2 separate regions of the Ovis aries genome follow, and region 2 is linked to region 1. The links are chromatin contacts, called in public Hi-C maps. All regions are on one chromosome and are shown on one strand. Each heading gives the region's core, a stretch centred on a gene start, on an enhancer-like site or on the middle of the called end of the contact. The rest is flanking DNA. Distances are from core to core; before and after follow the strand shown. Region 1 holds the start of CDKN1C (cyclin dependent kinase inhibitor 1C). Region 2 holds the start of TRPM5 (transient receptor potential cation channel subfamily M member 5).

Region 1 (3,425 bases), core at 461-2,960:
GAGCCACCTCCGGGGCGTCTGCAGTGTAATTCCCCGAGTGTCCCGGAACCCACAGGGGAGGCAGACAGGTGGGGTTGGGCCAGCCTCCTCTCACCTCCTTCACTGGGCCCTGGGCTCCCCCGGGTTCTGCTGGGCCCTGCAGCAGGCACCTGGCAGGTCACATCCCTGCCTGGGCTGCAGGAGGCACTTCCTAGGCTCTCAGCCCCAAGACGGGCTGGGCCAAGGCGAAGCAGATGAGTGCGATGGTCTCCTGTGACCCGGCTCAGAGAGCACCAAGGAGTGGGAGGCGGGCGGTCATGACCCTGCTTGGCAGAGCCTTCCCTTTCTGGGCTGGCCTCTCGGCCTGCCACTGTGGTTCGGCACACTAGCATTCTTAGGGGTGTACTTTTCAACTAACAGTGTTTATGGGTGCAAATGAAGGGGTGCCAGCCTTCCAGGATGGAGGAAGAGAGGTGCAGCTCTGGAGCAGAGCTGACTGCCCGCCCGTAATTTGGGGTTTCCCTTGGTGACAGAGATAGGGTTGGCCCAGAGGGTCAGCATTCAGCATAGGCAGTCAGGGGCCCAGGCTGGGCAGGGCCAGACCACCCCAGTGGAGAAGCCTCCAGTGCCCTGCCCACTGTCGAGCACTACAGCCTCTAGCCAACCAGCCTGGGCAGTCTGGACCCCCCGCCCCTGGCCAAGCCCTATGCAGCTGAGCACCCAGTTAGTGACGTGGTGATGGGCACAGCCAGTTTCCCATCCACGGAGCAGGGTGGGTGGCCTCAAGAGCTAGGGTCTTCAGACTCTGGCCCCAGACGACTACAGCTGGCCCTCAAGGTGTCCGCCACTTTGCCCTCGGAGAAAACAGGGGAGCAGAGCTTTCCCCCGCCGGGTCCCCCAGTTCCCTCTTCCTGTTAGCGCGAAGGCCTCCGGTCTACGGGTGTTAGCGCTCTAGGTGCGCGGAACCCCTGCAGGGACACAAGCTTTGGGCGTGGCTGGCCGCGCGGGGGCAGCCGAAGACCCCCTCTAGCTCCAGTCAGAGACGAGCCGTCCGCGGCGGCTTAAAGGCCCGTCAACTGGCACCGGAGGCCCAAGGCCGAGCGCAGGCGGCCGGGCTGGAAGACCCCCGGGGGGCCAGTTGGGCCAGGCTGCACGCCGGTCCTGCCGGGGGTCGTCGCCCGCCAAGCCCGAGAGGGCGCGCAGGCTGGGGTGGGGTGGGGGGTCCCGCGCCACCATCGCCTAGCAGCCCCCGCCTCGCAGACAAAGGAGCCGGCGGGGGGCGGGAGCGGGGGGGGGGGGCCGGGGGGATGGGGCGAGGGGGCGGGGCGCCGCGGTGTCACGTTACCGCCCGCAGCGCCCTTTAACTCCGGCCCCGCCCCGCGCCCCGCCCCCACCCCCGCCGCCGCGCGCGCCCCGCGGCCTGCCAATCGGCCCTCGCGCCCCGCCCCGCCCTCGGGTGGGTGTGTGCGCGGGGCCAATGGGCGGCGGGCGGGGGCCGGGCCGCCGGAGGGGCGGGGGTAGCGCGGCGCCGGCCAATCGCCGCGGTGTTGTTGAAACTGAAAATACTACATTATGCTAATTGCATCAGGGCCCGCGCGCGGGGGGGGTGGGACCCTCGCGTATAAAGGGGCGCGCGAGGACTGGGCGTTCCACAGGCCAAGTGCTCTGCGCTCGGTGGGTGCCAGCCAGGCCAGAGCCAGCCGAGCGAGCGAGGACAGGCACAGAGGGGGCGCGGCCAGCGGCCGGACGACACCGCGAGCGAGCCTCAGGAGCAGTCAGCGGCCCGACAGCCAGGTAGCCGCCGCGGGACACTCCCGCCGCGTCCCTGTGCAAACGCAGACTCCCGCTGCGCGGGGTCTCACTTGCGCGCGGCCCCCGCCCTATTTCCCTCCCCTCCTCCTTTTCCTCTCCTCTCCTGCCTCCCGGCCCCCGCAGACCCCGGACACGTCCGACGTGTGTCTCCGCAGAGCATTGGCAATGGAGCGCCTGGTCGCCCGCCGCACCTTTCCCATGATCGCGCGCACCAGCGCCTGCCGCAGCCTCTTCGGGCCCGTGGACCACGAGGAGCTGGGCCGTGAGCTGCAGATGCGCCTGGCCGAGCTGAGCGCCGAGGACCAGCGTCGCTGGGACTACAACTTCCAGCTGGACATGCCACTGCGGGGCCCCGGGCGCCTGCAGTGGACCGAGGTGGACAGCGACTCCGTGCCCGCCTTCTATCGCGAGACGGTGCAGGTGGGGCGCTGTCGCCTGCTCCTGGCGCCTCGTCCCCGCCCGGACGGCGCGGTCAATAGCCCGCCTCCCGGGCCGCCGGCCGATGAGTCCCTCGACGGCCTCGAGGAGGCGCCGGCGTCGCCGTCCAGCGGCCCGGCCGTAGCGCCTGCCCAGGCCGCGGCCCCGGCGCCTCAGGAGGGCGCTGAGCAGGAGGCGGTCCCTCCGCCGCGCGGCCAGGAGCCCCAGGCCGAGCCGCCGCACTCAGGGATTTCGGGGCGCCCCGCGCCGGGCACTGCCGCCGCTGCCACCAACACCGCCGCCAGCGGCGCCGCTGTTGCCACCACTGCCGCCGCCGGAGGCGCCGCGATCAAGAAGCTGTCCGGGCCTCTCATCTCCGGTGAGTCCCGCGCGGCCCCGCCCCGGCCCGGCTCGGCCCTGCTTTGTCCGGCCGGCCGGGTTCCCCGGCCCTCGGGGGCCTCGCTTGGTCCCCGCCTCCTCCGTGGCGTTAAAGGGCCCGCAGCGCGCGCGGCGAGGCTGCCCCTGCACCCCGTCCCCACCCTGTGGTCGTGCTCTCGAGAGGTTCGCCCGGGAGGGTTGGGAGGGCGCGCCCTGGTCCCCTCCGAGCACGATCCTCGCCGAGGCCGCCGAAGCCCCTCCTCGGGCGCGGCCCGGCGCCCCGATCGCGGCGCGGAGGGGGTTAAGCGCGGCGGTAGCCCCGGGGGGCTTGGCCGCGGGACAAGGGGAAATGCTTACACAGCGCATTGCGCGGCGACGTAAACAAAGCTGACCCGCCGCGGACCTCGGCGCGGGCGGGGACGGCGCCCCCACCGCGGCCCAGCAGCCGCCCGCGCGCCCCCCCCACGCCGCTCAGGCCCCTTCTCAGACTCCCCGGCCCGCCCCGCCATGACCGGCTAGGCGTGCTGTCGCCCTCAGACTTCTTCGCCAAGCGCAAGAGACCCGCGCCCGAAGCCAAGGCGTCGAACGAGGTTCCCGCGGGATGCGCCGCGCCTGGCGCCGCTCCAGCCGTCGGCTCGGCTGAGCAAACCCCGCGCAAGCGGCTGCGATGAGAGGTGAGGGCGGCGGCCGCGGCGGGGGGTGGGGGTGGGGTGGGGCGGGGCGCCCCGCGCGGTCCTCGAGGCCCCTGTGTCGCCCCTCGCTCACCGAACTTCTCTCCCGTAGCCTCGTGCCCAAAGAGCCCTGACGGAGCCCGTTGGGCAGCGGACAGGAGAGGAGCG
Region 2 (3,082 bases), core at 227-2,726, 440 kb after region 1:
GCAAAGTCGCGCCAGCTGACCCTGAGAGACCAGGGGAGCTGCTGAGCCTGTGCGGCGGGGGCGGGGCATGCGGGGAGACAACAGGGGGGCCTCTGAGGTTGGACGAGGCTGTGAGGAGGAGGCCAGGTGGCCGGAGAGGTGGGCAGTGGGCAGGCCAGGCCGGCGGGTTCCGGGCTGGGTGTCAGTGCTGAAGCAATAGGGAGCGATGGAGACTTGCAGGCATGGAGGAGCGGAGCCTGGTACTAGGCTGGGGGTGGCCAGAAAAGGGCATCCTGGGGGCAGCGGTAGAGGGCAGGGCTGGAACAGAGGGCGGGAGGAGGGGAAGTACCGTGTGCCTCCTGCCCCACAGGCTCGAAGTTCTGGGGAGACCCCCTCATCCTCCACATCGCCTGGGCGGGACACTGGCAGGACCCCCAGGGGGGCCGGGCCCCAGGCCAGCAGGCGTGTGTGACCCAGTCCCACCCCCTTGCCAGGGCTGGGTCTGGCCTTCTGCCCAGGAACCCCGAGGTCAGCATCTTCCCCCCAGAATCTGGTCCTCAGGCTCCCAGGCCCGGGATCTCAGGCGGCCCCTCCCCTCCCTGGGAGCGGGGGCTGGGGGGCTCCAGGCTACACTATGGCCGCTCCGGACCTTCACAGCCGTCGTGTGCAGAGACACAGCGGCCTCTGCGGGCCAGGCCTCATCTACCGGCCCCAACTCAGCCTGTGGTCTCGGGGTGCCCTCTGGTGGCCAATGGGCCCAAGCGGAGAGGACTTCGGCGGTCCCAGAGCTGGGCCTGGACCCGGCCTCCCACCCAGCCCTGAGCTCAGGGGGTGAGAGGTCCCAGGAGGGGCCCCTCGGGCCTTGGAAAGGGGCGCACGGACGTGTCACCTGCTCCCGTGAGTTACTGCAAACCCTAGAAGCGGAGCTGCTCGGATCCCCATTTTCCAGGGAAACCAACGCCCAGAGTTAGAGAGACAGGATTTGCAGGGCGTGAACCAGGACGTGGGCTCCAGGGCCCCGGGGGCCTCCCTGCGCTGCTCCTCAGTGGAGCGACAGTGTCCGTGCGAAGTCTGCTCGCTGACAGCCGCCTGCCCACCCCTCCAGGACAGCACTCCTGGGGGGCTGACACCTCTCTGCTTGGCGGGACCCAGGAAGGGAGGGGACAGTCTCTGCCCCCTCCAGGGACGGCTGGGCTGCACCCTCTGGGATCAGCCACATCCACCTGCTGGAGAAATGGAGGAAGCAGAGACACAGGAGAGGCGACGCGGCCAACCCCCACGGGACCGCCTCTCGACCCCAGGAGACTGGTGCTGCCCAAGGGGTCCCTGGGCCCATCAGAGAGGGACGGCTGGCCCTTGCGCCCGGTGGCTTGGCCAGAGCAGCCCTGTGGGCTGGGCCGGGCCGAGATCAGGTGGCGCCCAGCTCTGCTCACAGCATTGGCTGCCCAAGTGCCAGGCGTGGAGGGCAGGGAGGGGCAGGCGGGCAGGCTGTGGGCCCCTCCACCCATCCCTTGGCCGGCAGTCACACGTTTGGGCCTCAGGGAGAAAGCAGGCAGGTAGGAGCCCGGCCGCCAGCCCCGGGGGGGAGGAGGGGGTGCCCTGCCCCCCGGTCACTTCCTGCCCCGTGCCTCGGTTTCTCCCCTGGACCCTGGAATGAGTCTTGCCTTCCTGGGGCTGCAGATGGACGGTCCCTCCGTGGGTAAGGCGGGGTGTCTGGGAAGGAGCCTGCAGAGGGCCTGGTCCAGAGGAGCAGCCCCGGGGCCCTGGGGGCCAGACGCAGGGAGCTGGCGCTCATAGCCGGGGCCCGTCTGGTTGGGGGCTGAGTGCTGGCTGCAGAGTGTGGGACCCCTGGGCTCCCCGTCCTGGTCACCACGTTCTACCATCTCGGGAGGGAGGGGCAGGCCCGAGCGGCCAGGGGCTGGCCCCCGTGACGTGGCCCTGGGAGGGCCCGGGCTGGGACCCCTGGGGCCTGGCTGCCAGGTCCACGGCACTGGGGCCGCTTCCAGAGACCCCTGGCCAGGGGTGGCCGTCTGCCCCTCTGCCCGCTCCGAGCACGAGCCCCAGCACCTCCGCTGCCGGAGCTGAAGAGCTTGCCTCCATTCTGTTCTGCCTGTCGGGGGTGGGGGGTGGGGTTCCAGCGGGGATGACTCAGGACCCCCGGGCGCCTGGCCTCCCCCGCCCCCTCCAGGAACAGGGCCCTCGAGCCCGGACACCTGCTCATGCAAATCTGCTATTTGCATGTCCTTCCCGCTCCGGCCCCATTTGCCTGGAGCCCCTCCCGCCCCCAGCGCTCAGTGCCGCCCCCCGCCCTGGTGCTTGGGGCCACCTCCACCATGCTCAGTGACCCCCAGGACTCAGCGCAGGGCCCAATGCCCCTCAGCCCCTGGGCTGGGAAGCCAGAGGCCAGGGACCAGGCTTCGGAGTTGGGGGTGAGGGGTGTGGGGTGAGGGGTCAGGTGGTGGCCCCAGGGAAGGCAAAACTGGGGCTTCGGACCACCTGCCTCTCAGCAAGGAAAGGGCAGCGTGGGCTGGCGGGAGAGCACCACAGCACCCCTCCTGAGACAGAGGCCAGCCCCAGGCCCCTCGCCTCTGGGGGAGCAAGCCTGGGGCTCATGGACCGTGAGCACTCCAGTGCTGCCCAGGCCTCCCACACACCGGGCCAGGGCGCGTCCAGCGGTGGGGAGGGAGGCTACCCCCCACAAGCCCTGCCTTGTCCCCGCCAAATGGTGGGAAGGCTCCCCACGTCACTGCCTGCACTCTGTGGTTGAAGAGCATCCCCCAAGTTCACGTCCACCCTGAATCTCAGAATGCTTGGAAAGAGGGTCTTTGCAGAAGCACTGCGTGATGGTGAGGTCATAGGGAGGGGGGCGGCCCCTCGAGCAGTGACCGGTGTCCTTATAAGGAGACGGGGAGATGGAGGCAGAGACTGGAGGGACGCCGGAGCCCCCAGAGCTGGACGGGGTGAGAAGGACCCTGCCCTAGAGCCTGCTGAGAGAGTGAGGCCCTGTGCGCCTTGATTTGGGGTTTCTGGCCTCCAGAGCCTCCTGTCGCTTTAAGACGCCCAGCGGGTGGTCATTCGTTAGGGCGCCCTGGGACCCTCCAGC

Evidence for each region. A called contact is a pair of places that touch in the nucleus more often than the background predicts.
Region 2: a contact with region 1 is called in a Hi-C map of liver, with 7 times the contacts expected there. The contact joins the promoter of TRPM5 here to the promoter of CDKN1C in region 1. A contact is called at or near these places in 10 of 16 Hi-C or Micro-C datasets (blood, hypothalamus, liver and 6 more).

What each region holds. Positions count from the first base shown.
Region 1 is chr21:45,105,453-45,108,877 of ARS-UI_Ramb_v3.0, forward strand. CDKN1C (cyclin dependent kinase inhibitor 1C) reads left to right here and starts at 1,711. Exons shown (of 4, transcript NM_001142510.1): 1 at 1,711-1,773; 2 at 1,947-2,587; 3 at 3,124-3,260; 4 at 3,370-3,425. The coding sequence starts at 1,711. The coding sequence ends at 3,257.
Region 2 is chr21:45,545,254-45,548,335 of ARS-UI_Ramb_v3.0, forward strand. It overlaps TRPM5 (transient receptor potential cation channel subfamily M member 5), which reads left to right and starts at 1,477. Exons shown (of 26, transcript XM_042237929.2): 1 at 1,477-1,535.